Linked DNA regions of Mus musculus: regions 1 and 3 are each linked to region 2. The links are chromatin contacts, called in public Hi-C and promoter capture Hi-C maps. All regions are on one chromosome and are shown on one strand. Each heading gives the region's core, a stretch centred on a gene start, on an enhancer-like site or on the middle of the called end of the contact. The rest is flanking DNA. Distances are from core to core; before and after follow the strand shown.

Region 1 (4,253 bases), core at 557-3,056, 850 kb after region 2:
TATGGTCAGTTATAAAGTCCAGCAATAACTGCATATCTGTGTTAGTTTTCTAGTCAAGTTTCATAAATGCAAATGAAGAGAAATCCTAAACTAGGTGTTGTGCATAGGCCTATAATTTCAACTCTCAGGAGGGGGAGGGGTGAAGAGCTTGACAGTTTTAGGTCAGTCTGGAATATATGAAAACTAGTTTAAACAAAAATTAACTTAATATTTTACTGAATTTTCATTTATGTAGTCGTTTGTAAAAGTGTTCTTACATTTTTGAGTATTATTCTAACAACTAAAATAACTTACCTTTTAATTATCAGAATGATTTTTATTTTGACGGGGGGGGGGGGGGGGGAGGAGGGCGGGGTTCAAGGAGAGGGGCTCGATAGTGTTAAGGATTTGGCTCTTGTGATTATAGTAGTACTTCCTTCAGAGTCAGAACCCAGAAAGGCAGATAGATCCAACAGAAAGTCCTTGTAGCTGGTTTGTAGGTACTACACTAGAGAGTGGGAATGCTGGGAAGTCAACGTCTATCCATCTCCTTGGCCCATCTCACTGCTGGGTAAAGCTTTTCAGGTGTATCCTGTTAGGGTAGGAGTGCCCATAGCCAGGTGAGTGAGTCCTCATCGATTCTCTAGAAGGAAACCCAATAAACTCATTGCTCATTGGAGTGAACTTTGGTGATAATGTGCCTTGTTTTGTTCTTGGGATTTTGGTAGACATGGTTGCTGTTGCTTACATTGTCCTCAGTGAAAGGATTTTTAACAACACTAACAAAGGCAAATCTCTCTTTAAAAAAAAAAAGCAGAAATTCTCATTTAAAACAACAAAAAACATTTCCCAATGCTATTTATTGGTCCCATGCAATAGAGTATACGTTGAAGTTTGAATATTGTAACACCTAGTACTTATAGCTATTATCTGTAGGATGCAATACTCCAGTTCTTAAAAGAATATTGAAGCTCACAGATGTTACAAAATTCGCTGAGAGCATAGGGATAATAAATGGAACTGAGGTTTGGGTAACAAGGGTCACCACTGTCTGTGTGCTGGCTGTCTTGATCACTACCAATAAGCATCAACTATATTTCTGGCACAGGATACTTGTATATGCTGTGCATTACCAAGGTGGAACACAAAACCCAAAAATACAGGCCTCAGCAGTACAAAGGGTTCAGTACTTTGAGCAGAAATGATACTTGTCGAGCTTATGTATAGGTAGCCATGTCTCTTGCAAACTGTTATGGTATTAGGCCCATCTGAGTAATTAGGGTAACTTTCACCAATGTTTTTAATCTACCACTGGCTGTGGATTTACTGTGTGCCTGGAACAACATAGCATAATTACGGAGTGCAAGTCTGAGGAAGGCTTTTGTTTGTTTGTTTGTTTCCATACAGAGCAACCCGAGATGGGTCCTTGACAGCTCTTGAAAAATTTTTGCAAAATCACTAAAAGTACACTCAGTGTTCAAGCAGGTGAGGCTGAATCTCGAACGATTAAGAGTCTACACTTAACAGTGAAGTTTTGGTCCAGTTTTGAGCTGAAGAACAGAGGGAGGAGTCAGAAGAACACTCCAAGTGGAGTATCCCTGGGGAACTGCGCGGGATCACTGCAGCCTGCCTCTTAAAACAATGCATCTCACAAGGGGAGCGTGCTAGGGTAGCCACAGACGGTGGGAACACCAGGATCTCACTCTTGCCCTTAGCGCCCCTTCCTAGAAAGTGCCACCCGCCAGTGTTCCTTGTCGTGCTTCCGTTTCCGGCTCCGGGATGAGGCTCGGCGGAAACTTGGCTCTAGGGAGGAGGAGGAGGGGGCGGGCCCGTGGAGGCCGCGCAGGCGCACGGTAGTAGCTGCAATGGCGCTGCCGGGCTCCTTGAATCGCTATCTCTTGCTCATGGCACAGGAGCATCTGGAGTTCCGCTTACCGGTGAGCCGTCCTGGGTGCTGGGCGCAGAGGCTCGCACTCCTCACGCGCCGGCTGGGGGGGGGGGGGGTCTCTGCGGGCAGCGGCGCGCGCCTGGATTGGGGCGGGGATGAGGCCGCTGGGCGGACCATGTCCCCGGCAGCCTTTCTCCAGGACGGAGCCTTGCCATTCACCCCTCTGCACGTGCTCCTGGCGCCGCAGTTAAGCAGGTGAACCTGACCCGACGCAGAATGGAGACATCCATGGGGGCTCTCGGTGGAGTGTGAGGAGTGTCGATATAGGTTCAGGCATGATGGAAGGCTTGGGGTGGAACTTAATAAAGTTGGGGAGGGGGAAGCTTTTTTATTTACTCAAGTGACATTTTCTACAGCGCCTGAAGTCGCGTGCACCGAACGGCAAGGATGCGCTGACTGACAGCTCTGCCCTTAAAGAGCGTAATGTTTACTTAGGCTCAGGACTAGCGGACGCGAGAGCATAGCCATAACTTTGTGAAGTGCAATGATGGAGGGTTCTTAGTGGGAACCTTTAAAGTATGGGGGCCTTTTAAAAAGGGAATCTTTGTCCATTGATGAATGAAGGATGTTGCCTTTCAAGGTGGGGGTGACATATGAGCTACAGTATTAGTTACCGGGGCCAAGGAAATAAGTCCATTAGAAGTATAAACTGTTGTTCGTTGCTCGTCACCAGCTACGTAGCAGAGTGGTAAAGAGAGAGAAGTAGGCTGATGGACCAGAGAAAACAGACTTGAGGACACTATAGCTTGGAAGAGGAATTAAACAGTTTAAAAGTAAAGAGGCAGAATTAGATTGTTTTTTAATAGAAAGTAAAATGAAGGAAGGACTCGAGAGCAATAAGACTGGAGTTAATAAGAATCTGTTGGAATATTAAATGATTAAGAAACTAATCTAGTGTCAGCAGTAAGAGAACAGGATAGAGTGGCAATGTAGGAGGTGAGAACAAATCTAGATTGTGATAAGCATTTCATTTTTCTGCGTAAGAAAACCTGGAAAGGATGAGATTTCTTCAACTTCATGTTTAAAGAGTGGTGAGACACTGGAACTGGAGAGTTGGCTCACTGGTTACGAACACTGCTCTTCCAGAGGACCTGAATTTGGCGCCCAGCAGCTGTGTCAGGATACTGCCTACAGCCATTGGTAACCCCAGCTCCAGGGGTGCCTACACTTCTGGCCTCCGTTGGCACAAGGCCTCCCTTACTTTTGTGAGTGTACCCACAGGTTTTAAAAAAAAAGTGCTAGGCCAAGTACAGATGCTTGGAAGCTTGGACATTAAAGGAAAACTGGCAGGAGACATGCAACATGTCAGACATAAGGACAGAGGTTTCCTCCTCCTTACGGGGATGAGTAGGAGTGAGTGTATGTGTTTTGTGGCTAAGATGGAGGTTCTGTCCCCACCTCTTACACATCTTTTCATTCTGGGATATCCATGCAATTTATTTTCACCATTCACCCCCAATTCTTGCTAAAACCAAACACCTTCTAGTACAAGAAACAACTTGATGCATACATACCCAAAGAGAACTAGAGGTGGCATTTGTTGCTCACATCTCCCATTGTTTGTGATTTGGAGTAGGAAGTGATGGTATCACTCCCTCCTGATGGCCATGGTCATGGTGTAAAGACCTTCTGGAAGGGAGGGAAGGAGAGTGTTGGCAACCAGCATCGGGGACACTTATCTTCTTAGTTACTTCCTCATAGGGCCAATGTGGAGGGATAGAGTTCACTTGCTATATCTTATTTAAGCAATTGGTCAGTGTGACAAAGCAAGGTATTTTTACAGTCAATCTGTGTTTATCAGAACAAAGAGGTTGCCTGAAGGATGTATGCATTTGATCAAATTTCCTCATGACATGCATGTTACATTTAAAATGTTCACTCTGGGCAGGTATAGTGGTACACTCCGGTAATCCCAGCGTTTGTGAAGTGGAGGCAGGTGAATCGAGAAGTCAAGGCAGCCTTGGTTATATGACAATCTTAAAAACAAACAAAACTGGTGTTAACTCTTTCTAGTTTTATTACTACACTGAAAGGTTAGCCATGTCCTTACACGTTTCAAACTCACAATTATGCTCCCTAGCTAATTATTTCTTTTTCAAACATCTTCAAATCATGTTTAATAATTCATTCTATTTTTTTATTGTTGACTATTTTATTTACTAATCTGTAGCATCTGTAAAAAAAAATTCTTTACTTCCCTAAATCAGGACAGAACAGTTTCTGATGAAATCCTTTTGTAGCTCATGTATAAAATCTCTCAGGTCTATGACCTAATAACCATGGTTAGGACTATAAAAATCTCAGAAGTCTATGTTACAATTGCCTG
Region 2 (4,270 bases), core at 1,666-4,165:
CTAAGAAACTTACCTTAGCTGTACAGCTGGCAGTTTTCAGAGTGGGTACACCAAAGCTTGAGTTCTGCACCTAGCTAGGATCATGAAGAAGAGCAACAGTTTTTGTTTTGTTTGCTAGTCCTTTCCAGTCTTTCATCTTATTTTTATTCCCTGCCCACATCTCATGAGCACCTTCAGCACTGTGCATTATGGAAGGCCTAGAGCTGCTTCAGGCCAGCTCACCTTCCCTTGGCTATAGATGCTATCCACTATACCATCACCTCTTCAGAAGGAGTCTCACAGAGAGGGCAAGAATTCATTGACTCAATCTCATGTCTGTGTGTTGTGTTCCAGGTATGGCCACTAAAAAGACTTGTTTGCTTAAACTTTCAAGAAGAATTCCATGATTGCAAGTGAAAAGGAGAAGGAAGGATTACGTCTTAGGCATTGCCTGGAATCACATTCTCTCAGCTAAGCCACAGCATGGCTGTGCTTTGGTTTGAAGATAAAACTCAATGGTTATGAGCACTGCATGGTGGCTCACAAACATCTGTAATAGGATCTGATGCCCTTTTCTGGTGTGAGTCTAAAGACAGCAACACTGTACTCATATTCATAAAATAAATAAATCTTTTTTAAAAAACCCAGAAGTTCATGTGTTTGAACTCTTAGTCTCTAGCTAATATTGCTGATTTGAGAGGACACACAAGCTCACACTGCAGGAAAGGAATGAGGAAGGGAGGTCTTGTGGAGTACAGCCAAGCCACATCTGTCTGTCTGTCTGTCTGTCTGTCTTTCTCCTTTCCTCATTCTCCCTCTCCTCCAGTCCCTCTCTTCCTTTCTGTTTTCTTCCCTCCCCTCCCTTCTCTATATCTCCTTTCCTCCTTCCCCTCTCCCATCCTTCCTTCTCTGTCTTTGTTTTCCTTCCTCCCTCCTTCTGTCTTTTTCTTCCTCTTTCCCCCTCTCTCTTCCTCTTTCTCCCTCCTTCCACCCAGTCCCTCTCCTCTCTTCCTGGTCTGCTGAAGTGTAAGCAAGCAACCTCAAGCTTTCCTGATGCAGCCATATACACAACCACTGCCATACTGTCTCTGCCACCACCTACTGTGACCCCTCATACCTTGAGACAAAATTGGGCTCTTCTCCCCTAAGTTGCTTCATGTCTGGTATCTGACTACAGTGACAGTAAAAAGTAACGGCTATTTACCTAGCTACTTTGTCATCCTTCAAGATTTAGAGGACATGAAACACATTTCCTCACCAGGGTCTGACTTGAGGGGTCTTTGGTGGTGAACGCAGGTTCTGCCTTTGCCTCGCACAGCTCTCAGTGCCTTCACTGCTTCATGAAGGATCTGTTTATCCTTCCTTTTCAATAGGTCATGAACCCCTTGAAAGGGAGAATTGTGCCCTTCACTTATAGCCTTGGAATCTAGCCAAATCCCTGTTGCAAGGAATGAATGTCCAAGTCTTATGATTATTTAAAAAAAAATGGTCAAAATGTTAAAGGGGCAGTAGCTTAAAGTTTTAGCAATCAGAAATGAGCCAGATGAAAGTAGGTGGCCTAAGATGAAAAGTCAGGAGCTATTTTTAGCTTTTAACAGCTGGGAGTCAACTGTTGTGACTTGGTGTTTAATTTCTAGGATTAAGACGACCAGAAAACCTGAATAGACTCTAAAAGTGATTTCATCATCCAGTAGCCACTTTGTACCTGCCTGGTAACTTTCACTAAAAGTCATTATAGGGTAAATGTCATGAAATTGATTACATACCTATGAGATCTTCAACACAAAACTGAGAAAAACAAACAGACAAACCACCCAACCCAAACCACTGGCATGCTCGTGTGCATGCCACAAAACCACCAGTATTCTTTCTTTCAAGGGAAAGGACACCCATTTTTGTATTTTATCCTGTAACTTTGAGAGTAACTTGGGTGTGGTAAAAATACGACTTTTTGATTGATTAATCACTATCTTTCCTGAGTGTAAATCTACTTGAGGCTCTTTGGCAGAAATTACAGGAGATTTAATATAATAAACACCTTCAATCTCACCAGACTCCCCCATCTATTTTATAGAGAAAGAGAATGACACCCTTTCACGCAAAATTGCAAATTATGTAACACCAAGCATAAGAAAATGCTAGACTGTTTCATGAAGTTTGTGAGACGCTGAGGAAAAGGAAGTACGTAGAGACTGGTGGGGGTGACGTGTGAGCGCCCATTCATACTGTTAGCTTTCCAGTTACACCAGCAGACAAGCCTTGACACAGGACTGAAGTTTTAGTCTTCTCTGAAAAGGACTCCTACACCAATCTAGTGACACAGCCTACAGGCTCGGGATAACAAGACACATGTCCTATTAATGTGTCTTAGGCTCCATGTTCCTTTGTCACTTTTCACTCGGATTTGCTTGTAACACCAAACTCAGTTTTTCTTCTGCCTGTTGGAGTAAACAAAAATCTCAAAATATTGCAGCCCCTACCCCCCACGCCAGCACTGCCCAGTTTCGTTTCAAACTAGATTCATGCCCAACACCCTAAGTGCAATATAGTGTGATGAACTTTATAGAAGAAGTATACACATTACATAACCTTAATAAACTGTGTTTTTGTCCGAGCACTGTATGCTCAATGTTAAATGAGCCAATTACATTAAGTAAGGGTTCTATAAATGGGCATATAACAAAGTTATATAATGGTCAGTTGACAAAAAGAATATGGTACTGGGGCGCCCAGGAACCTAACCTGACTGTCTCCACCAGGACCAATGGCTCAGCATTGTACCCCTGCGCTCCCTACCTCCTTCCTGCCAAGGCATTTGTGTCTTGTGGGCTTCTGGGCTATGGTGTTGGTTGTCTGCGCGTTTGTGTGCTGGAGGGGAAGCCTCCCACTGGGTGCGCAGAGCGGCCGGCAGGTGGCGCCCGACCTGGCGTTCTCGGTTGCGCTGTGTAGCCTAGGTGGATTGGAAGGGGCGGAGGTAACCAGCAGCGGCCAGTGGTGGCCGCCGCCAGTACCCCGCCCCCTCCACGAATGCTCGCGACACGCGCGCCGGGAGAGGGCACGGGCGGCGGGGCTAGCTGTCTTCCGAGCTCGGGAATCGCTACCATCTGCTGCTCTGCGAGGAGTCCGCGTGTTCTCCGCGGTGCTCAGCTCCAAACCGGCCACCATGGAGGCGCAGGCACAAGGTGGGTGGTCGCCGGTCGCCCCCGAGGTCTGGTCCTCAGATGTACAGAGAGACTATTTTCCTTCAGTACCTAACTTTACTCCGGGACAGACAGGGACATCCTACGCAGACGGAACTCTGCGCCTACGCGCGCCTTCGGGATCCTTTGCTTGACTCAGATTTTGCGGTGGGGCTGGGGACCAGGGAAGGGCTGAGGACTGAAAACAGAGTAGCGGGTCTGCAGGGATTGTGTCCTTGTCTGCACTATCCCTTCCAGCAGTCAGTGGGCCATACTTCCTCGTCCTGGAAGGTGTTCAAAGGACCTGTTGTTCAGGCTCCGGATGTCTGCGCTGTTCTTCCCGGGGAGGCGTGGGGAGAGCCGGATCTTCTGGACTCCGGCCTTGGGGCTCACCTCTTGCAGTTCACAAATGCGGGCGGGGGTGACGCGGACCCGAGAGGTGGTGGTTTTGTGGAGACTCAGTGTCCCTGCTATTCGAGGGCTGCAGCGTGGGAGGATTGGCCTTCAAAGGCAAGAGAGCTTCACATTTCCCCCCAACCCCCAACCCCGCCCCCGACATCCAGATTGATAACCCTATCCCAGTTTTTCGTGTTCTTAGAAGAGTCGCTTTCCCACCCCACCCCACCTCACCCCCCACCCCAGCCGCACCCAGTGCCTGCCTTAATTGAGGGTTGGTCACCTGCTCTCCGTGCTCAGGGTGTTCGCTGGAGGAATCCAGAGAACTCTAGGATCATTCAAAATAAGAGTAAAGGGATCTTAGAAAGGATCAGAGATTGCCTTTATTATTATTATTATTATTATTATTATTATTATTATTATTATTATTATACCTAAGTTCACTGTAGCTGACTTCAGACACACCAGAAGAAGGTGTCAGATCTCATTATGGATGGTTGTGAGCCACCATGTGGTTGCTGGGATTTGAACTCAGGACCTTCGGAAGAGCAGTCAGTTTAGAGCAGGCCCTTTACCTGCCGAGCCATCTCATCAGCCCAGAGATGGTCTTATGTGGAGTGAGGGACAGGGAGGACGAAAGCTCTCGGAAATTCACTTTGGAAGCAGCACTCAGAAGGAATGGTTTGCATTAATGCCATCATGACCACCTTTCCTCG
Region 3 (4,504 bases), core at 673-3,172, 830 kb after region 2:
GATGAAGGAGTAAAAATAAATATATACCCTAAGTTAAATGCATAGGGTTAACATATATGTAGCATGCTACTATATAATTTTAAGTATGTGGGAAAGGACTTGCAATAGAAAAAAAATAGAGAAAGCTAAAGAGGAAGGAAGGGGCTAGACCACGGTTGCAAGGTTAGTCAGAGTTGGCCTTACTGAGGAAGAAACATTTTGTCAAGGAAGAGAGAACTGAAAAACTTTTGCCCTATAATAACTGTGTGCAAACATCTATCCCAAGACAACACCCATATGGAAGCATACAGACAGGGCCCTAAATGCTTAATTCACAATATCAGGCTCTGGTGTTTGTTATAGCCATCCCCACCTGCCCCCATACAAGGCTCCTGACCCTTACCACTCATAGCCTTTACTAAAAAAGCACTTCTGTTTGTGACTGTGCAACTCTCATAACTCAAAAGTGTTTTCCCGTGGGATCTGAAAATCATTCTTTTATTCATCAGACTGTTGTGAAATGTCTATGGGAACATTTCCACTATGATAGCACCAAGAATAAAGGATGAAACTCCTGTCCTTACCAAAGCCAAAGTCAACTCAAAAGCTTTCAATATCAAACAAGCAGTTATGAAAGGCATCTACAGATCACCCCCCCCCCCACCATGGCCCAAGAGGCAGCCCAAGTACTCAAGTACCTACATGGATAAAGACATACAGCTACTGTGTGTGTGCATGCATACACACACCATAAAAAAGCAGCGTGATATGAAAGTGTAAGAACAGACATGGAACATGATAATATTTAAATGTGTCAAAGTCAAATTTTCTGCTTCTGAGTCCTGCCTCAAACTTGTGATGATCTGAGAAGCTATTGTCATGATTGCACACCATATGGTTAACTACAAAGGGAATTAAATGCAACGTGAATGTGCATGTACTCTTACTTAACTTACGTTACTGTTTCAGATTACAAGATAATTCACTTAAAATCACTACTGAGTTTAAAGTCACACTAAGTGTTATTATGGGTTCTAGAACTAGACATTTATTTGAATTTTATCATTTGGGTAAGTGGTAAGAAAATAAGTCTGAATCTGTCTCTTTCTGTAGACCTGTAATAAAATAATCAACCTTGGGAGTTTTCACAATTAGAGAAACAGAGTATTTGGTGCTCAGCAAATGCCATGTATTGTAAAAAGGTGAGATCACATCATACTTAAGAACTGATACTTTTCCGCGCATGATTGTTCCCAAAGGGTTTCTCTCCCTCTCTTTCCTAAATAGCCGGGAATACAAGAGAAAATTGTTACAATGAATCAGGTGACCTGGCAGGGAATTTCTCAATTACTACCTTTTCTCTCCATATGACATATGTGTGATAGGAGACCCTTTCGATTTACATTGTACTATAAACAAAAGCAAACATGTAGAGACCAATTTGGCCGGGTTTGTTTGTTTGGTTTGGTTTCAGATCCTAAAATTACTGTGGCTGAACAAGTAAGTACACAGGAAACTCGGAAATTTCACTTTGCCAAACAAGGCTCTCTATACGTTTGACTCATCCTCTCATACCCTTAAAAGAATCGAATTTCTATACTCTTTTTCTTTTGTAACGGGAGTGTAATACACTATAGGGACGTGAAAGCAATATCCTTTACACTTTAGATGAATGTTACCAACCCCTGGATAGGTCTTCCCGTCAGAAAACGCCTTTGAGCAGTGGGCTCCTGCGGCTGCGCTGCTTTCGTCATCACGGAGCGCCGGGCTTGCCCTCTGATCGTCGCCCTTTTAGAGGCCGAGCTATCTGGTGTGTCCCATACCCAGAGTCTGGCCCTGCGCGTGCGCAGACTCCGTGTCACTAGGCGGGCCACCCTAGGGCGGCGATTCCAGGTGCATCCGCCCGAGGCGGGCCTTGCGCACCTCAGCTGATCCTGACGTCGCCTTTCGGCCGCCATGGCTGAGAAGCAAGCGGGCTTGGTCGGAGAGCCGGATCCCGAGGGGTCCTCGCCTGGGACCTCGGAGTCCTGGAACTATGACAGCAACTGCGTGTTCTGCCGCGTGGCGGCGGGTCAGGAACCCAAAACTGAACTCTTTCACTGTGAGGTGGGCGGCGACAGGCCGGGTGGGTGGGGACCAGGCATCCAATCCCTGCTCGCAGGCTTCTGTCTCTGCAGACGAACTAAACAGTGACTGACTTCTGTCAGGGACCCAGAGGTCTCCAGTGTTGCCTTTGCTGTTCAGTAGGGAGAGATAGCAGTGATAGAGCCCAGCATTCTCGCCTCCCTCGCATGCATTTGCAACACAGCAGCATCCTGTGTCTTTACTTTTATTTTAGGGAGTCTTCCTCTTCTCTAGATAGTAATTTTAAAATTATGTATTCTTCCAGTATCGTTAGAGAGCGTACAACTTGCTGAAAACAGGTCTTGGACGTGGTGAAGAAGTGTGAATTTGACTGAAATGGGCTGGAATGGGGTTTCAGGACTGGGTCTGAAGTCGAACTGATACTTACAGTTAATAGCTTGTAAGAATCTTCCTTATCTACCGTGAGAGCCTCATGAACTACTCCCCTTTTCGTTACAAGATCTCGACAGGGTTCAAACCTGTGCAGATCAAGTGTAGTTAATCATACTTGCTGCGAGATCGGGAGAGCAACAGTCATGTCATGCCTGGAAATTCCAGAAAACTCTCCCTTTCCCCTGGGTCTAACATTTTTACATCTCATCATCCTTCATAAAGAGTTAATCTTTTGAGAGAGATTTATCATCTTGCATTTAAAATTCTTATTACACATATATTCATTGTAAACACAGGAAATGATTGCACTTATATAAGTTGTTGATATATAATTATACAAATAAGAGCAGAGGAAATTATTTGTTTTGGTATAATCAGGGTTGCCAGCATCATGAAGAATTTGTTTGAGGAATCTTTCCAACAAAAGTCAGAGATGATTCTTTGCCTCACAGATCTCTGTATGGTTTTCTTACTGTATTTTTAGAATTCATTTAAGCAAAGGGCATATCACATATTCTTAGCAGGGGGCTTACCAGTACCAAGGGCAGTGTCTTACTCTTTGTGTATGAGTCTCATGGCATTGATACGAATTATTTTTAAGGGGCTCTTAGAAATAGCTGAGTGGTAGTGGTACATGCCTTTAATTCCAGCACTCAGAAAGGCAGAGGCAGAAAGATCTCTCTGTTGGAGGCCAACCTGGTCAATGCAGTGAATTCAAGGACAGCTAAGGCTATGCAGAGAAATCCCTTGAAAAACAAAACAAAAACAAACAAACAAACAAACCAAACAAAAACAGAAAGAAAGAAAGAAAGAAAGCTAGCTAGCTCTTAGAATCGAAAAATGAAACAATGTTTGAGAACCCACAGAAGTGTTGCTATGCCTGAATTCATACTTAGCAATATTAGCTGATTTAATTGCTCTTTTGCTAATTAAAATTGTTAACACCTTAGATACCATGGCTTTAAGATGCTCTTTCAAATGGACTTGCTTGTTTTAGATATAAGGGGACAGTTACTGGGAAGAAATTATTGTAGCTATATAAAAATTAACTTTTGAGAATTATTTGTTAGGAAATATTGGAGGAACTGTTGAAGCAGGTCCTAGAATAGTCTATAAAAATTACAACTGGAACAGCATAGTAGAACATTACACAGGGTAGCTTTTTCTGTTTTGTGCTTTAAAAAAAAAGACTAGCCTAGAAATAATTTCATAGCAGTAGTAATTCTTTACATTCCTTTTAATAGGCATTCAGTGCTTTATTTTATAGTTTTACCAACATTGTTTCTGAGTTAGAGACAATTGGCTTCTCTTCAGTATTTTGCTCTGGGAAGTCATACTGTAAAGAAGCCTGGTGGTGGTGACACATACCTTTCATCCCAGCATTTGGGAGACAGGGACAGGAAGATTTCTGAGTTTGAGGCCAACAAGCTCCAGGATAGTCAGAGCTACACAAAGAAACCTTGTTTTGAAAACCCCAAAAGGAAAGAAAAAAGAAAAACTGGCCAGAGGTGTAGCTCAGTGAACTACCAGAACTTGCCAGGCATGTAAGCATGTTAGGCCCTGGGTTTGACCACCAGCACTACCAAAGGGGAAAAAAAAAAAAAAAGAAAAGAAAAAAAAAAGAAACAAACACACACAAAGATTTAAAAAATACATACATGTATATACACACATTATTTTTGGCACTCTATCTTTGGGATTGGATTTTTTTTCTTTTTTTTTTTTTGGGGGGGGGGTTGGTTTTTTGAGACAGGGAAAAACCAGAGAAAGTGTAGCCCTGGCTGTCCTGGAACTCACTTTGTAGACCAGGCTGGCCTCAGAAATCTGCCTGCCTCTGCCTCCCGAGTGCTGGGATTAAAGGCGTGTGCCACCACGCCCGGCGGATTTTTTTCTCTTAATAATGGTTCAGTAGTACAATAGAAGGCAGTAAAATCACAGAACCATTTTCAGTATTTTAACATCTTAGTAAAAATGCAATTAAAAGCTAACTGAAATATCCAGTTTCTTT

What was found. Promoter capture Hi-C pulls out the DNA fragments that hold promoters and counts their contacts. Hi-C and Micro-C count contacts between places; a contact is called where the count stands out from the background.
Region 1: a contact with region 2 is called in a Hi-C map of muscle stem cells, with 2.5 times the contacts expected there. The contact joins the promoter of Trmt11 here to the promoter of Tpd52l1 in region 2. A contact is called at or near these places in 2 of 39 promoter capture datasets (the 3T3-L1 cell line and cranial neural crest) and 1 of 484 Hi-C or Micro-C datasets (muscle stem cells).
Region 3: a promoter capture Hi-C map of stem cell-derived epiblast-like cells shows a contact between it and region 2, with 2.7 times the contacts expected there. The contact joins the promoter of Hint3 here to the promoter of Tpd52l1 in region 2. A contact is called at or near these places in 13 of 39 promoter capture datasets (the 3T3-L1 cell line, cranial neural crest, embryonic stem cells and 5 more), 2 of 484 Hi-C or Micro-C datasets (embryonic fibroblasts and embryonic stem cells) and 6 of 115 datasets of contacts at active chromatin or transcription factors (astrocytes, embryonic hindbrain, embryonic stem cells and 2 more).

The regions. Positions count from the first base shown.
Region 1 is chr10:30,598,253-30,602,505 of GRCm38.p6, reverse strand. It overlaps Trmt11 (tRNA methyltransferase 11), which reads left to right and starts at 1,806. Exons shown (of 13, transcript NM_028604.3): 1 at 1,806-1,916. The coding sequence starts at 1,845.
Region 2 is chr10:31,444,603-31,448,872 of GRCm38.p6, reverse strand. Tpd52l1 (tumor protein D52-like 1) reads left to right here and starts at 2,915. Exons shown (of 8, transcript NM_001359364.1): 1 at 2,915-3,161. The coding sequence starts at 3,143. Gm51764 (a long non-coding RNA gene) reads right to left here and starts at 61. Exons shown (of 3, transcript XR_003948861.1): 1 at 14-61.
Region 3 is chr10:30,615,784-30,620,287 of GRCm38.p6, reverse strand. Hint3 (histidine triad nucleotide binding protein 3) reads left to right here and starts at 1,922. Exons shown (of 5, transcript NM_025798.3): 1 at 1,922-2,085. The coding sequence starts at 1,936.